Regions from separate parts of the Sus scrofa genome. Here region 1 is linked to region 2. The links are chromatin contacts, called in public Hi-C maps. All regions are on one chromosome and are shown on one strand. Each heading gives the region's core, a stretch centred on a gene start, on an enhancer-like site or on the middle of the called end of the contact. The rest is flanking DNA. Distances are from core to core; before and after follow the strand shown. Region 1 holds the start of TAB3 (TGF-beta-activated kinase 1 and MAP3K7-binding protein 3). Region 2 holds the start of GK (glycerol kinase).

The links. A called contact is a pair of places that touch in the nucleus more often than the background predicts.
Region 1: a Hi-C map of skeletal muscle shows a contact between it and region 2, with 12 times the contacts expected there. The contact joins the promoter of TAB3 here to the promoter of GK in region 2. A contact is called at or near these places in 1 of 5 promoter capture datasets (liver), 8 of 47 Hi-C or Micro-C datasets (embryonic fibroblasts, heart right ventricle, liver and 4 more) and 1 of 2 datasets of contacts at active chromatin or transcription factors (alveolar macrophages).

Annotation. Positions count from the first base shown.
Region 1 is chrX:26,726,569-26,734,114 of Sscrofa11.1, forward strand. It overlaps TAB3 (TGF-beta-activated kinase 1 and MAP3K7-binding protein 3), which reads right to left and starts at 2,471. Exons shown (of 10, transcript XM_021080829.1): 1 at 2,273-2,471.
Region 2 is chrX:26,467,456-26,475,003 of Sscrofa11.1, forward strand. It overlaps GK (glycerol kinase), which reads left to right and starts at 3,114. Exons shown (of 19, transcript NM_001143708.1): 1 at 3,114-3,300. The coding sequence starts at 3,223.

The DNA of each region.
Region 1 (7,546 bases), core at 1,221-3,720, 260 kb after region 2:
GGACCAACTGCCATGGAATGGCAAGACAGTTTCCACTGTTACACCAACATCTCAGATACAGCCTGGAAAGGTCTTTCACTCTCTAGCCCCATGAAAGATTGGATCCCAGAACAGCTGCCATATTTTCTACAAACCACAAACTGGTCCAAAACCTCTGTACTACATTAAAGAAAAGAAAAACAGCATCTGTTATCAAATATTCCACTTGCTGGAGAAGGTAGGTGGGTGAATGAGGAGGTGGGTGGGTATGTGTGTGTAAACCTCCAAGTTATGATAAAGCAAATTAAAATCCATATAGTTTGTATTTTATTTTAGTAATGTAATTTGAAAAACTACTCAGGACCAGAATAAACAAAATGTTTGATCTCTTAAGTGTCCTGGGCATGATGAAAGGAAGGCAAAGTTATTGACAACATCTGAATTTCAGATAGGTCACTACTGGCTATTAGGAATCCTCACTAATCAGCAGATGTTCCTCACTAAAATGTTACCTCTGGCTAGAAGATGGACACATTTGAAAAGAAAAGAAAAAAAAAACCCAGAGACTACCTTCAGCCAAGGACACAGAAAGCTTTCGAGATTACCGAAAGAAATAAAAGATTTCTTTGTAACAAAAATTTCCATTTTCATAAAATTTGTATTCATCGGCACACACACTTAAGCAGAGTATAGTAGAAAAAGCACATATTCTAGAATCAGACACACATGAGTTTGAGCTCTGGCTCCACAACTTCCCAGCTATATGACCTGCTTAGGCAAGTTACTAAAGAATACTGGAGGTTAGTGTCGTTATCTGTACAACAGGGATAACACTATCTTTAGCACAGGGTAGCTATGAGATTAATGCAAACATACATAACCCACCAAGCCCAGTGCCTGAATACTCAACATTAGCTCTTTTTACTCCAACACAAACTGTAGAGAGTGTGCTGACAGTGTGTTAAAAAAAAATGTGGAAAAAAATTCAGAGTGACAGAACACAGATTATTATGTTCTGTCAAATGTTAAGATGAAAATCACTTATGTAATATTTACTTTCATTAAAGTCTTTCCCTTGATTAAGTGGGGTGGGGGAGTTGGGTGGAACTAAAACTGAAAAACTTCACATCACACATTAGTTTAAAATTATGTGTATATGTTTGCATTCTTCCAGTATTCATAAAAAGACGCTATTACAAAACTAAACCATTGGTGATGATGTCTAATAATATGAAAAATTGAATTCTCCTCTCAAAAGCCCTTTCTTAATCAAAATGTTTGTTCCTTCTTACTAATGTTCTATTATTGTAAAACATTTGCAAAGCAAAAAAATAAATCCCCTTATCCTTCCAAAATGAAAAAGTGTGTAAAAGAAGCTAGTCTGTTAAATTGTTCTTTCCCATTCATACCTGTTCTTTTACAAACCACAATACAGCACGTGCCAAAATTACTGTCTGATTGACAAATGTCAATTAAGAACACATGGAATTGACAAGCCCTGTCTGGACGAAAGGTGACAAGTTTTCTCAAGCAACTTAAATAAAATACGTTTCAGTAAAGACAGAAATGCTTTGCATCAAGTTTAAACTTCTGGCTTTATATTCAGCTTACTTAGTAACCCACCTCGAACCGCATCCCAGAACCCCAAATCCTGCTTGCAGGCACTTTAATGAGCTGGCACACAGTACTAACTATAGAACTCCAACTGGAAATAATTCTAATCTGTTGTTGGACCTCAGAGGACAGCTTGTATGATCTTCTTCAAACGAACGACATTTTCGCCTTACTCCACACCTGCCAAAAACCACTTACAAACCTCTTCCAGAGCAATTATTACTATTACTACCACCTTCCCCACGTCACTCAACGCCCTCAACAACCCCAACCTGGGTGTTGGTAATCTTCATTCCCAAACGCTTTGGCAGTCCACAGAGGTTCACTCTTTACAATGCCCAGGGTCCGGCGAGGAAGGACACCATTCCCTCTTCTCGGGGTGCGGAGGGGGGCCCAAAGTCAACCCAGCCCCCGGCCACTCCCTCTCTCCTCGGCCTCCTGGGGCGTCCAGGGCAGGCGCGGGCGCGCCAGGCCCTGCGCAGACCTCCCGCAGCCCCGCAGTTCCCGGAGTCCGCCGCAGCCTCAGCCCCAGACCGATCCAGTACCCCGCGACACCCGCAGTCCGGCACACGCCCACGCCCACGCGCACTGCCCGGGAGCGGGGTCAACGGGACGACCCCAGGGGCCACCCCCGACGCTCCAGCCCGGGCAGGTGCCGGGCCTCCTCGCGGACACTCACCTGGCAGCCGCTGCTTCCCGTCTGCCGCTGCCGCCGCCTAGCCCTCACACCAGACTCTTGCTCCCGCGGGGGGTCCGGGTCCGGCGCCGTTTCCCCGCCCGACCCCCCTTGGGTGCGTGCAGCTCGGGGCCCGAATCCGGTGAGAGCTGCTGCTGCCGCCGCCGCTGCCGCCGTCGCCGCCGCCGCTGCCACCGCCGCCGCCGCCGCCCCCGCCCCCTTTCCTCCCTCCTCCCTCAGTCGGCCCCTCCCACCGAGGCCCGCCTCGTATTTCCTGGATCCGGTCTCAGCAAGAGCTTGGCAAGCGAACCTCCGGCTTCAGGGCTCCCGTCGAGCGCCGTCGCTCGCCAGGCACAAAGATGGCGATCTCGCGAGGCTTCCCCCGACAGCAACCGGAGGGCGGGGCCCACAGGAAAGGCGGTCAATGAGGGTACCCTGAGCTGGCTGCAGAGCAAACGCTATCCCATATCGGAAATGGGCATCATGTTACAGAGAAAGTTACTGCGCCTGCGCGCGGGCGGACGAGTACGCATGCCTGAACAGCCCCTGAAATAGGATCCAGTTCTCCGTGTTTTACCTCTTTCCTTTAGAGGCACGGGGCGGGGAAACCAGGACTGAAACCCGGGAAGGGACTGGGCGGGACCCCGTGACGAAGTGGGAGGTGTCCCTTAAGGCTTGGTCATCCGTCAAGAGCACGAGCTACCCATACACTTTGGAGTCCCTGGGAATTGTCCGACCCTTTTCTTCCTACTCTCCCTGTCACCTAGCAGTCTTTGCAAAATCTTAGCTGCCCCTTCATCCTGTTAGCGGTTCGCTTGCTGTGTCCTGAGAGCTGGGCTCACAGCTGGCAACCACAGCCCTTCTGTTTCTCACATCAACATTTAACTTTCTCTTTCATTTTGGCGCTACTTGAGCCCTCTAAATCTCACACTAAGATAACTGCGTCTGTTCCTGTTGTATTTTTCCTCGCTCGTTAATTTACTCTTTTTCAGAGTTTCCTATGTGCCAGGTACTGGGGAAACAGATGTGCTCTGACCGCAGGGATCTCTTGGCCTAGGATGGAGATGTGTGAGAAAAAAACAGTGATGACAGTTCAGCACAGTAAATTCTAGGATAGAAATTAGTACAGAGAGGAGTGACAGATATTGGGGGCAGGGTGTCTTAAGATACTGTATCAAAGAGACAATTATTGAGAGGAGTCTCACAGTCATGGGATTTAGTCCAATGAATCAGTCCAGGTGATCCTAGAAAACAAACCACCGCAATTATTTTCACAGATAGAATTTAATGTAAAGAATTAATAATTAGATAACTGAAAAGGCAAGAAAAGAACTTTTTTTTTTAATGTTATGGCCACACCTGCGGCATATGGAGGTTCCCTGGCCAGGCATTGAATCCGAGCCACACTACAGTAATGCTGGATCCTTTAACCCACTGCCCACGGCCAGGGATCAAACCTGTACCTCTGCAGTGACCTGAACTGCTGCAGTCAGATTTTTAACCCCCTGTGCCACAGTAGGAAGAGAACTAATATATTGCTGAGGTAGTAACTACAGGAAGCAGCTACTATGCCTAGAGCTAGTGGAACCAAGGAAAGCAGTCGGGATTATTATTGTTATTACGATGTAGTTATTTAGACAAGGAGTCTTGTGGACCCGAAACTCAAACTTCTGAGTACTTCCTCTGAGAAGGAAGCAGTATCTGCTGCTGCTGGTGTCTATGAGGGAGGCTTGAGCTGCTGTGTCTGCAAGTGTGGGGAAAGCTGCAAACTGCATCTGACTGCTGCTATGGGAAGGAACTGCCACTGCCCTGCCGAGAGCTTCCAGACCTCTTGCAGCCTGGGAATGAGAATGAGGCACAGAGCAGACCTGAACTTGACCCATATCCTAAAGCAGAGCAGCTCCAGTGTTGAGAATCATTCATTTTAGAAACTGGATATGGTCAGAAAGGGGGCCATTCACTCTTGTCACACACCCACACATGGTGGGACATTCCAGTCATTAGGAAAAGGAAGGCCTACTGATTTCATTTTAGGGCACTACCCATGGGTTGTTAACATCACTTAATTGTATTATTTTATCTACCTGCAGGGAAGACTGGGAAATGGGGTCCTATTCTAAGCAGTCTTATACCTAGCTAAAAATCCTGTGACTAGAAAAGAAGCTTGGAAGGATAATCGGCAGCCCCATAAAATAATCAAAACTCAGACCTTGATTTGAGATTATTGCTTCTCTCTCCCAGTTCAAAGAAGCTTTCTGTTACTCAGGTTTCTGTTTCTCCTCCCTTGTTTTGCTAACCAGTTTCTTCTCTAGAGAAGTGGGTGGGAATGGAAGTGGGTAAATTGTTGCTTTACACATACAATCATAAGATAGTTTTGTCATCTCTGGACATGACAGATGTCTAAAATCAGCTCTCTCTCTCTCCCGGTTTCATTTGGGGGTTCTTAGGCTCCCACTGGGAAGATTTGATAGCACATCTTAGGACACAAATGATGCTCTTTCTTTCGTCTGGCATCTCTCAGCCCCTTGTCTTTTATACACTTGATGCTGTTTAAGTCCTCTCTAGGCTGTCAATACCTTCTCTGTGACAGGCATCCAAATGCTGGCTTTCTCATCAGGTGAGTGTGATTCTTCAACACCTTCCTCAGGGCATAGTTCTTTGATTTGGAATCAAACTTCTGTAACTTAGTTCCTGCCTCTTGTAGAATACCCAGAACTTCTTGCTTCAGGTATTGCCTCATCCTTTGGCAGGGTACAAGCAAGAAGCTCAAGCTTTTTCACTTTCTCTTAAAGTCAGTCTGTGGGAAACCCACATATCCTGGCCGTGCTGAACAACAGACATGCTACCCTGTCATTGCTGCTCAGCAAGCTTCCTGCCTTCAAATTCTTCTGGCAAGAAGCAAGCAGCAGTGTCTATGTTAGCACAGCTCTACAAAGATACATGGTTGGCCCTCCCTAAAATTCGCTGGGTTCCGCTTCTGGTTCAGCGGGTTAAGAACCCGACTAGTAGCCATGAGGATGCTGGTCTGATTCCTGGCCTCGCTCAGTGGGTTAAGGAGCTGGCATTGCCACAAGCTGTGATGTAGGTCGCAGACACAGCTCAGAATTGGTGTTGCAGTGGCTGTGGTGGAGGCCTGCAGCCACAGCTCCAATTCAACCCCTCGCCTGGGAACTTTGATATGTGGCAGGTGCAGCCTCAAAAAGAAAAAAAAAAAGAAAAGACAATTCTCTCTGTAGGTTGGACCTACAGCAGCAGTTCAGTAATCAAGGATCTGCAAAGGAATACATCTTGAAGACACTCCTCACGCAGCTCTCAGAATCCCCCCTTACTTGGCTTAGCCTTCCCCAATGGGAGAGAAAAATCTACAACACTCTCTCAAAGATGATAACTAATGAAAAGCCTCCCTTTTAGTCTTCTCTTATTTAGGCTGGAGGAAGTGTTGAGTGATAGTCACAGAACCAGTTTTGCCACCTCTTGCCGAACCTTCAGGCAAGGGCCTAGAAGCTTTCTTTAGAATGCGATAGAATGTATTCTCTTCAGCTGTATCAGACACATGTACCATTTCAGATATTATGGACTTCACCTGTTAGCAATCTATTGCCATGTAACAAAACCTCTCTAAAACATAATCATCTAGGAGTTCCCGTCGTGGCTCAGTGGTTAACGAATCTGACTAGGAACCATGAGGTTACTGGATCCCTGGCCTTGCTCAGTGGGTTAAGGATCCAGCTTTGCTGTGATCTATGGTGTAGGTCACAGATGCGGCTCGGATCCCATGTTGCTGTGGCTCTGGCGTAGGCTGGCGGCTACAGCTCCAATTAGACCCCTAGCCTGGGAACCTCCATATGCCTCGGGTGCGGCTCTAGAAAAGGCAAAAAGAAAAAAAAGAAAAACCGTGATTGTCTAAAACAATAACTATTTCATTTGCTCATTATGCAATAAGTTAAGTGATTTGGGTTGGGCTCAGCTGGGCGGCACTTCTGATCTCACCCACGGTCACTTATGGTGATGAGAATAGAGGCAATTCGGAGTTCCTGTTGTGGGTCAGCAGGTTAAGAACCTGACTAGTATCCATGAGGATGTGGGTTTAATCCCTGGCCTCATTCAGTGGATTAAGGATCCAGCCTTGCTGCAAGCTGCGGTGTAGGTCACAGACGCAGCTCAGATCTGGTGTTGTGGCTGTGGTGTAGGCCTGCAGCTACAGTTCTGATTAGACCCCTTGCCTGGGACCTTCCATATGCCACAGGTGCAGCTCTTAAAAAAAAAAAAGAAAAAAGAATAGAGGCAATTCACAGCACCAACTAGGGCTCCCTCTCAGCAAGTCACCCGAACTCTACAGAGTATGGTCTAAAAGCTAAAAAGTTAGCTGGGCCTTTAATGAGCCATTTCACTAGGCTGTCTGCTTATGAGTGATGAGTTATGTGATGAGTCCTGTGATTCTCACAGTCGTGTGCAACTCCTTTGCAGTAACACAAGTCCACCGGTTTTGGGCAATACTGTGTGGGATACCACATCAATAGGTGACATTTTTGTAAACTTGTGAATGGTGGTGCTGCTGGGGGAACTGTGGATAGGAAAAGCAAACTCATAACAAGAGTATGAATCAGTTCTGGAGAGAATGAATTACTGCCCCACAGTCACACACACACCCCATATGGATCGGATCCAAAGTAATCAATTTGTCCAAGTGGCTGGCTGGTCTCCTTGAGAAACGGTGCCATAGTATGGCTCAGTGTTAGTTTCTGTAGGTGGTGGGTTGGTCTAGTAGCTAATCAGTTCTGTTGACAGGATCACTTGCTGTGCCTTCTTGTAGAGCAAGCCTACAAGGAACCTTACTAGGGACAGGCTACTTGGTGCCAGGAAATCTGAATTTGGGGTTCCAGCTATTTCTAGGCATTGTCTGGGCCCCGAGGCTGATGAGATATTACAATCTTCCCATGAGGGAAGGAAGTCCTATGGGAAGTGAGCTTGAGTATAACTCACCACTCTGGAAGAGGGGCAGATCTCCGGTTCCAGTTATCTTTTTGCCTGCAATTCAGCATGAATTTTCAGGACCACTTTCAGATAAATCTGTACTAAAATACAATATTTAAATTATGCTAATTTTCACTTCTTGATTTACTTTTATCTTGCAATTTGGTGATTCTCAATGGGAAAGAGATTCCTCGTAATCTTTTTTTTTTTTTTTTTTTTTTTTTTTTGCTTTTTATGGCCACACCCATGACATATGGAAGTTCCCAGGCTAGGCGTCCAATCGGAGCTACATCCGACGGCCTA
Region 2 (7,548 bases), core at 1,864-4,363:
AGAGTAAATATTTGAAGAGTGGAACTGAGATAGGCTGGGCTGGATTCTTCCATTTAAGACCCTTCCCTTTGTATCAAAAGTCAGTATCAAGGCTGCAAAACAGTGAGCTTTGTTTGGAGTCTTAAGAATTGCAATTCAAGAGGCACAGATTAAGGTTCTTTTCTGGGGAAGAAAAGGTCAGGGGCTTATAAAGGCAAAAGCCACAAGGTTGTTCAAGACTTGCAACTGACTCAACACAAGAAAGTGAGGCAGAATAATAACTCAGGTAGTCAGTGTAGGAGCATGGGTTTCCACACATTCTTTGATATGGCTATTGATTAACATTTGTGGCTGAAGGACTCCAGGGAGTAACACCCCCACAGGCCTTGTTTGCTGTAGGGAGTGTACCTATGCCCAGATGGACATTAATCCCTACCCCCGCTGTGACTCAGTTTACAAGAAGAAATGGGCAAAGAAACCATGAGACTTATGGGACATTTCTACCCTAAGGCCCCTATTGGACAAAGACTGATATAGGTAATTGGGCAAGACCAATAGGAGAAAACCACATCTTCCTGGACCCCATGTTGGTACTCCCCCCATCTTTAAGGGATAAAACCCCTATAAGACAATAGAGAGGGGGGCTCTTCTCCCCCTTCCCAGCTGTCCTGGGAGCTATTTGCTTTCCTGTAATAAAGACTTTGCTTGCTTGCTGTCTATGTGTTCTTGAGGTTCATTTTTCAGCTGTGTGAAAAAGAACCCAAATTCCAGTAACGTCTTTCTGGCATCAAAAGGAAATATTTGTCTGTAAGGAATCATGAGTTATTTTAGAGTAAGGGTCCGATAAGTATCTTAAGTATCTGGATCACTGGGCAGATGTTCTAAATGCTTGTGTTAAGACAAGAAGGGGTCAAAGTTCATATTCCTTCAGGATGAGATGTGCATAAGTCACATTTCCTCAATGGCTTTAAGTTCTGTTTTGGTAAAAGGAATGATGATGCAGAACACAAACTATTGCAGGAACCACAGAATCAATAAGTTTCAGAATCATTCATGTATATCTAGCCCTACTTATTCTGAAGCTTCTGAATTCTGATCACACAATACTGCTGAACAAATAATTTGCTGTTCCGTCAGAATCTGAGAGTCAAAAGTGTGTAAAAGTTCAAACATGAGCAGGGATTTTTTTTTAATTGGATCCATGTGTTAGGTTAGGTGGCTTTCTTTTTACTGCTAGTTTGAGTCAAGGAAATCCTTATCTATATCGTTCAATTAAGGTTTTTCAGGGAGTTTAGGGGCAAGTTAGCCTAGTTCCTTTATATTCACCTGTATGCCTGTGTCTTCTCCAGAAAATTCAGAAATACTGATCCATCTGCACTCCTATCCTAAAGCAAGCCAGTTTATCCTTAGTTATTAAGTTCAGCATCCCCATAAGTAGGCCTCATCTGGAACACCACAATTTGATTTCTAGACAGAATATAAGAAAATTTGCAGAGTTCCTATTTTGGCTCAGCGGAAATGAATCTCACTAGTATCCATGAGGACAGAGGTTCAATCCCTGGCCTTGCTCAGTGAGTTAAGGATCTGGCATTGCTGTGAGCTGTGGTGTAGGTTGCAGACATAGCTCTGATTTGGCATTGCTGTGGCTGTGGGGTAGGCCGGCATCTAGAGCTCTGATACAACCCCTAGTAGCAGCTACAGCTCTGATACAACCCCTAGCCTGGGAACCTCCATATGCCTCGGGTGCAGCCCTAAAAAGCCAAAAGAAAAAAGAAAATTTGCTTCCAGAGCAAAAGTGGTAAAACTATAAACACAGAGATAAATAAGTGAGGTGGTGCTAGGTAAAGCAAGAGGGTGTAAAATAGAAATGATGTTACAGAACACAGAGACTGGAGTAATGGAACAGGAAAAAAAGTGAGAGTGGGAATAGTACAATGCTTTTGATATTGATAGGGCCTGGTTTACAAAGTCAATTTAGTGATTTTTCCAACCAGCATTTTAAAAAATGATATGCAATAGTATAAATAAGTTCGAATGTATAGCACAGAAGGATAAATATTGTTTTGGTAGCATTTTAAATACTTGAAAAAATGAATATATAACTATATAAATTATAAATAAATGCATGTGCACACACCCACACATATGCCCGGCCCTGTTCTGTAAACTACTCATACAGTGAATCTTATTCCTGAGTTTGAAAACCTCTGCAACTGCCAGGGGTTTTCAAACTCTGGAACAAGATTCATACTTCCAGGATCCAAAAGAATCCTGGCAAGGTAAATTCAAGGTCAAATGAGAAGGCCTCTTTTCTCTCCTTTTGCTGTTTAGAGCACTTAACCTATGGCGAGGAAATAGCGTATGAGGGAGGAGACACAGTCAGGTCAAGATAGGAGCAAGGGCGCTTCAGGACAAGGAGGTGCCTCGGGAAATCTTCGCGGGTGGTCAATTGATGACCTGGGGATGGTGATTTTGAGGGCTTCCCCTAAAAGCTAAACCGAAGGAACTTAGGCTTTCCTTGTCCCTGAAAAGCCTCCAAAGGCAAAAGATTTGCGCTGCTCCTGAATGTGACCCTACAAAGGGTCAGTCCCTTTAGAGGGGGATTATTTTGATCTCGAGCGGGGAACAGGGAAGTGGGCGGGGCGTGGGAAGCGCGGGAAGGCCTGGCAGGGTTGGTCCGGAGTGACTCACGCCGTGCTCTGCACATCCCACCAGAGGAACAAGCAGTTCTGCCCTTTGGGACCCAGCCGCTAGAGGAAGCCCCAGGGTGTGGGTGGGGTTGTGCCCTTTCCCCGGGCCATTGACCCTCCCTGCCAAAGGGCAGCACCGGCCTCCGCCTCCGGCCCAGCGGCAGGAGGGTTCTGCCGCCGGGTTCCCCGGCCCACGTGACCTGCCGCGCGGGCCACCGCCTCCGCCGCGCCCTGGCCCCGCCCCCGTGAGGTCTGTCTAGCCTCAGATTGTCTGAACAGCCCTTCTCTTTCCGCATTCGGTAATTGGCTGGCCAGGCAGACAGCGCCTGCCCCAACCCCGCCCCCGGAGTCGTGGGGAACGCGGGTGGGGGCGGGGCCTGGGCTGGAGGGGCGGGGTAGAGCCTCTGAGCCGGTAAAGGGGCTGCCTGGAGCGCGAACAGAGCGATCTACTGCCGCCAGCCGCCTGGCCCTTCCGACTCGCCGCCCTACTCTCCGCCCGCCGCCGTCACCAAGGAAACGGGCTGCAATTCCTCGCCGACCCCAAGCTGGTTTCATGGCAGCCGCGAATAAAGCAGTTTTGGGACCGTTGGTGGGAGCAGTGGACCAGGGCACCAGCTCGACGCGCTTTTTGGTGAGCCGGGGGTTGCACTTGAAGAGGTGCTGAACCTGAGCGGGAGCCTTGGGACCGTGGGGCGGGATGTCGCGTCGCCGTCCCGTTCTTCCCACGACCCAGAGCCCTGGCCCCCAGGCAAGGGAAGGAGGCCAAGGGCCCAGAGCGGGACTTGCCACGCTGGAGCTTCTCCGCCCGGGCCTGGGGGAACACAGCCTCTCGCGACCCCCGCAGCTGAGCTGAGCAGCCCTGGCCTTGATTGTGGAGCCGGGTCCCCTACTAATGAAGGGACTCCTACCCCAGAGGAAGCTAGGACTCGCCGAACATCCGTGCAGAGCGGCCCGCCTGCAGCCAGGGACAGGTGGCCACATTGACCGCTGCTGCAGTCTTCCCCAGAAGCATTTGGCCTGCCGGGAGCAGGACGTCCTTGAATGGGGCGGGGGCGGGGGTGGGGGGGAAGCTGTGTCACGACTGTGGTAGCCTAACCCAGCGTCCTTTGGAGCTGTAGAACGAATGTAGTATTAGCGTGATGATGCGTTATCTTCCTCTCCCCAGAAACTGCAGAAGGTAGAACGCTAGGAGGAGGGCGGGGAGAGTGGCCGAACACTTTGGCAAAGAGTCAAATTACACTGCTTTAACCAGAATCTTAATTTAATCTCGAGGATTTGTCAATTTTAGCTCTGATACTTTGCGCATTACAAAGATGATTGTCCTCGCCTCGCTTCACAGCTTAAATTGACAGGGAATTTTTTTTTTTATTTACTATGTATGACAGAGTTTTGACATAGTGGAGTGCTGTTTAAGTGACTCTCTGCTGATTAAATTGTTTTGTGCAATTAAAAAACTAGCTCTTACAGTGATCTAGCACTGAGTTCAGAAAGGTACTTTAAAAATAATTTAAATAAACGATTGTTGGTTAAGAGCCCATGCTTTCAATGGACATTTGACTAACCTGGCAAGTTGATGTAAATATTTAATGATTACTTAGCTCTCTCTTCACTTCTTTGCCTCAAATCATGTTTTCATGCATTATTTAGTATACCGTATATATACATTGTATATACACTGTATATATTTTGAAAGCTCTGTGACCATTTAGCTGAAACCTGAATTTGTACCTTGGTTTTGATACTTGTTTCTCTTGTCTGAAGTGAAAGCCTTTAGTCAAGTTTTAGTTTGAATGGTATTTAATGACCTACCCTGGTTTGAGCTGCCAAGACGTAATTCTCCTGTCTCTTATATTGTTTATCATATGATCACCCAGGGCAGGTTTCACTTTGTCTTGATTTTCATATAAATGTTTGGAAAGTAATCCTGAATCATAAGTAAGAAAGTTTGCCTAACTGGATTTAATATGTAAAATATTCAATCATTATTACCATCTTTCCAAATTAAGAAAGAGCATTGAGACATGTATGCTGACTAACTGTGGGTTGAATTTTGAAGCTTTATTCAAGATTTGCCCATACAGATGCTTGCAGGGGCCAGGCAGGTAGAGGAAGGAGAGCAAACTCAGGCTCAGGGGTACAGCCAAGCAGGAACATTAGCCCCGTGTTGCCAGATCTTCAAATTATTTAAGAAAAGCTGGAACTTCCAAGAGTTTTCAGTAAAATCTTCCTGTCCTCAAATGTTGGCAACTAGTTCATAAAGCACTGTAGGGGCCAAACCAAATGTGGCAGTTGTTCTCTAGTTTATACAGCCTTTGCCCTCAATGAAAGTGGGTAAGATATTTCATAACTTTGTAGGTTTCCTTTTTTGTTGCCAGCCTTACTGTGCTTGTTTTTCTTTTCACTCTTTACTGTTGTTGTCCTTGTCATCCAGCAGTCTTTATCTACTGCATGTTCCTGGTCCCTCAGTTTCTGTTGCCCAAGAGGCATCTTTCTGCATTGGTGGGGAAGGAATTAATCGACTTCATATTATCAAAATCAGTGGTTCAATGTATGATGTAAACAACATTAGCCTTTAAAAGTTGGGTTCAGGAGTTCCCATCGTGGTGCAGCAGAGACGACTCTGACTAGGAACCATGAGGTTGCAGGTTCAATCCCCAGCCTCGCTCAGTGGGTTAAGGATCCTGCGTTGTGGTGAGCTGTGGTGTAGGTCGCAGATGCGGCTTGGATCTGATGTTGCTGTGGCATAGGCTGGCAGCTGTAGCCTCAATTGGACCCCTAGCCTGGGAACCTCCATATGCCTTGAGTATGGCCCTAAAAAGCAAAAAAAAAAAAAAAAAAAAAAAAATTGGGGTTCAGGAGTTCCTGCTGCAGTGCACTGGGTTAGGGATCCGATGTTGCCACAATTATAGCTCAGATTTAATTCCTGCTCCAGAAACTTCCATATACCCAGGTGTAGCCATAACAAAAATTAAATTTTAAAATAAATAAATAGCAGTTGGGTTCAGTTTTGCTGTTGCTTGATCTCAGTGTGTAAGCTAAGGTGCAAATGCAGAAGATTCCCATCCTGCTTATAGAATGATGCTTAAAATTTGACCCATCAAGGAGTTCCCATTGTGGCTCATTGGTAACGAACCAGACTAGTATCCATGAGGGCTCAGGTTCGATTCCTGGCCTCACTCAGTGGGTTAAGGATCTGGCATTGCCATGAGTTGTGATGTAAATCTCAGACATGGCTTGGATCAGGCATTGCTGTGGCTGGCATTGCTGTGGCTGTGGCGCAGGCCAGCAGCTACAGGTCCTGAATCATCCTTAGCCTGGGAACTTCCATGTGCTGTGGGTGCAGCCCTAAAAAAAAAAAAACACACAAAATAAAAGTTGACCCATCAAGTTTCCTGCTCCTTGAGAAACAGCTGTGAAGAAAAGCTTCAGAGGTAGATTGAAGACGTAGTGATCCTGTGTGAAGTAGAGAAAAACTTGGGAATGGTTTTGAAGGGTGTTTCCCCACTCCCAACCCCCTTGATTATAAGGAAAGAGGTTGCTAAACCACTCCCTGAAAAATATAGATAATAGATTTGCTGAATAAGTGCTTCAGTCACTAGGTGATTTCCAGGAGTTCTTCCAGCCAACTAGTCCACGTTGTAATTATGACTCAAAAATAATTGCTTACCTTCCCAGGAAGAAATACAGCAGATAAGAACTGTCACAAAGAAGCTTATAAAGTGAAAAGTATTAAAATAATTTCCTGACCATTATTCACTACATTTACATATCTAATTCAACTTTCACAAGACCAGTAACCTCTAAACTTTATTTTCCCACCTTCTATGTCAGCTATATCGGCTTTCTCCCATAAAGGACACAACATTTCTTTATTCATGTTCTTTCACCCAAGGGAAGTGCCTCCTCCGTTTTATCCCATATCTGCTTCTTGAAATTCTTTTTTTTTTTAATTGCCACATGGCAGCATATGAAATTTCGTAGGTCAGGGATTTAATCCAAGCCATAGCTTTAACCTGTGCCAAACTGCACCACAGATGTGGCAATACCAGATCCTTAACCCATTCATTGCTCTGGGCCAGGGGTCCAACCTGCACCTCTGCAGTGACCCAAGTCACTGCAGTCGGATTCTTAACCCATTGTGCCACAGCGGAAACTTCTGCTTCTTGAAATTCTATTCTACCTCCAAATAGTGGCTCAACTGCCATCTCTTAGTCAAAGTCTTCCTCAAATCCTTAGAATTTTTTACCCTTCCTGTAGTATTTTATGTCTCTGTTCGTAGCTCTTATCACCCACTTTGTGTTATTATATATCTGTTGTACTTGAAAGCAGGAACCTCCTTTTTAAGGACTTGTTCATCTTTGTAGTCCTTAAAATATTTTGGTCAACATGACAAATGAACACCTTTTTTTCCTACAGGGAGCACTTTATACATGTTTGTCAACTAGATTTTTATAGGTCAACTGAATTTTAATTCTGATTATTTTTTTTTACCTTGTCAAAGAAACTTAAAATGCTTTGACTTGGTTATGTTTGATTACTTAATTGCTTCTATTTTAGTAGTAGACCTGCAGTTTTAGAGTGTGTTCATTTCTTCCTCTAGTTGTCAAAGAATTAATCTTGGGACCCATTGCACATGTTTTGTACCAAAGGAAGAATTTGATAGGAACCTTGTCTGATAGGAAAGTGAACTGGGCTTGGCACATGTTTACCCATATTGCAGAGCAGGAACTTCTTGGAAAGAGAATTAGTGTAACAGGTTTAAAGGAGGGGCCATTTCTTTATAAGACAAAAGCGTCAGCTTAAACAGTCAACTTCCTTCTTTGACTTGGTAACTTTTGTTTTTTTACCCGCTAGGTTGACTGTTTAAAAAAAAAAAAAT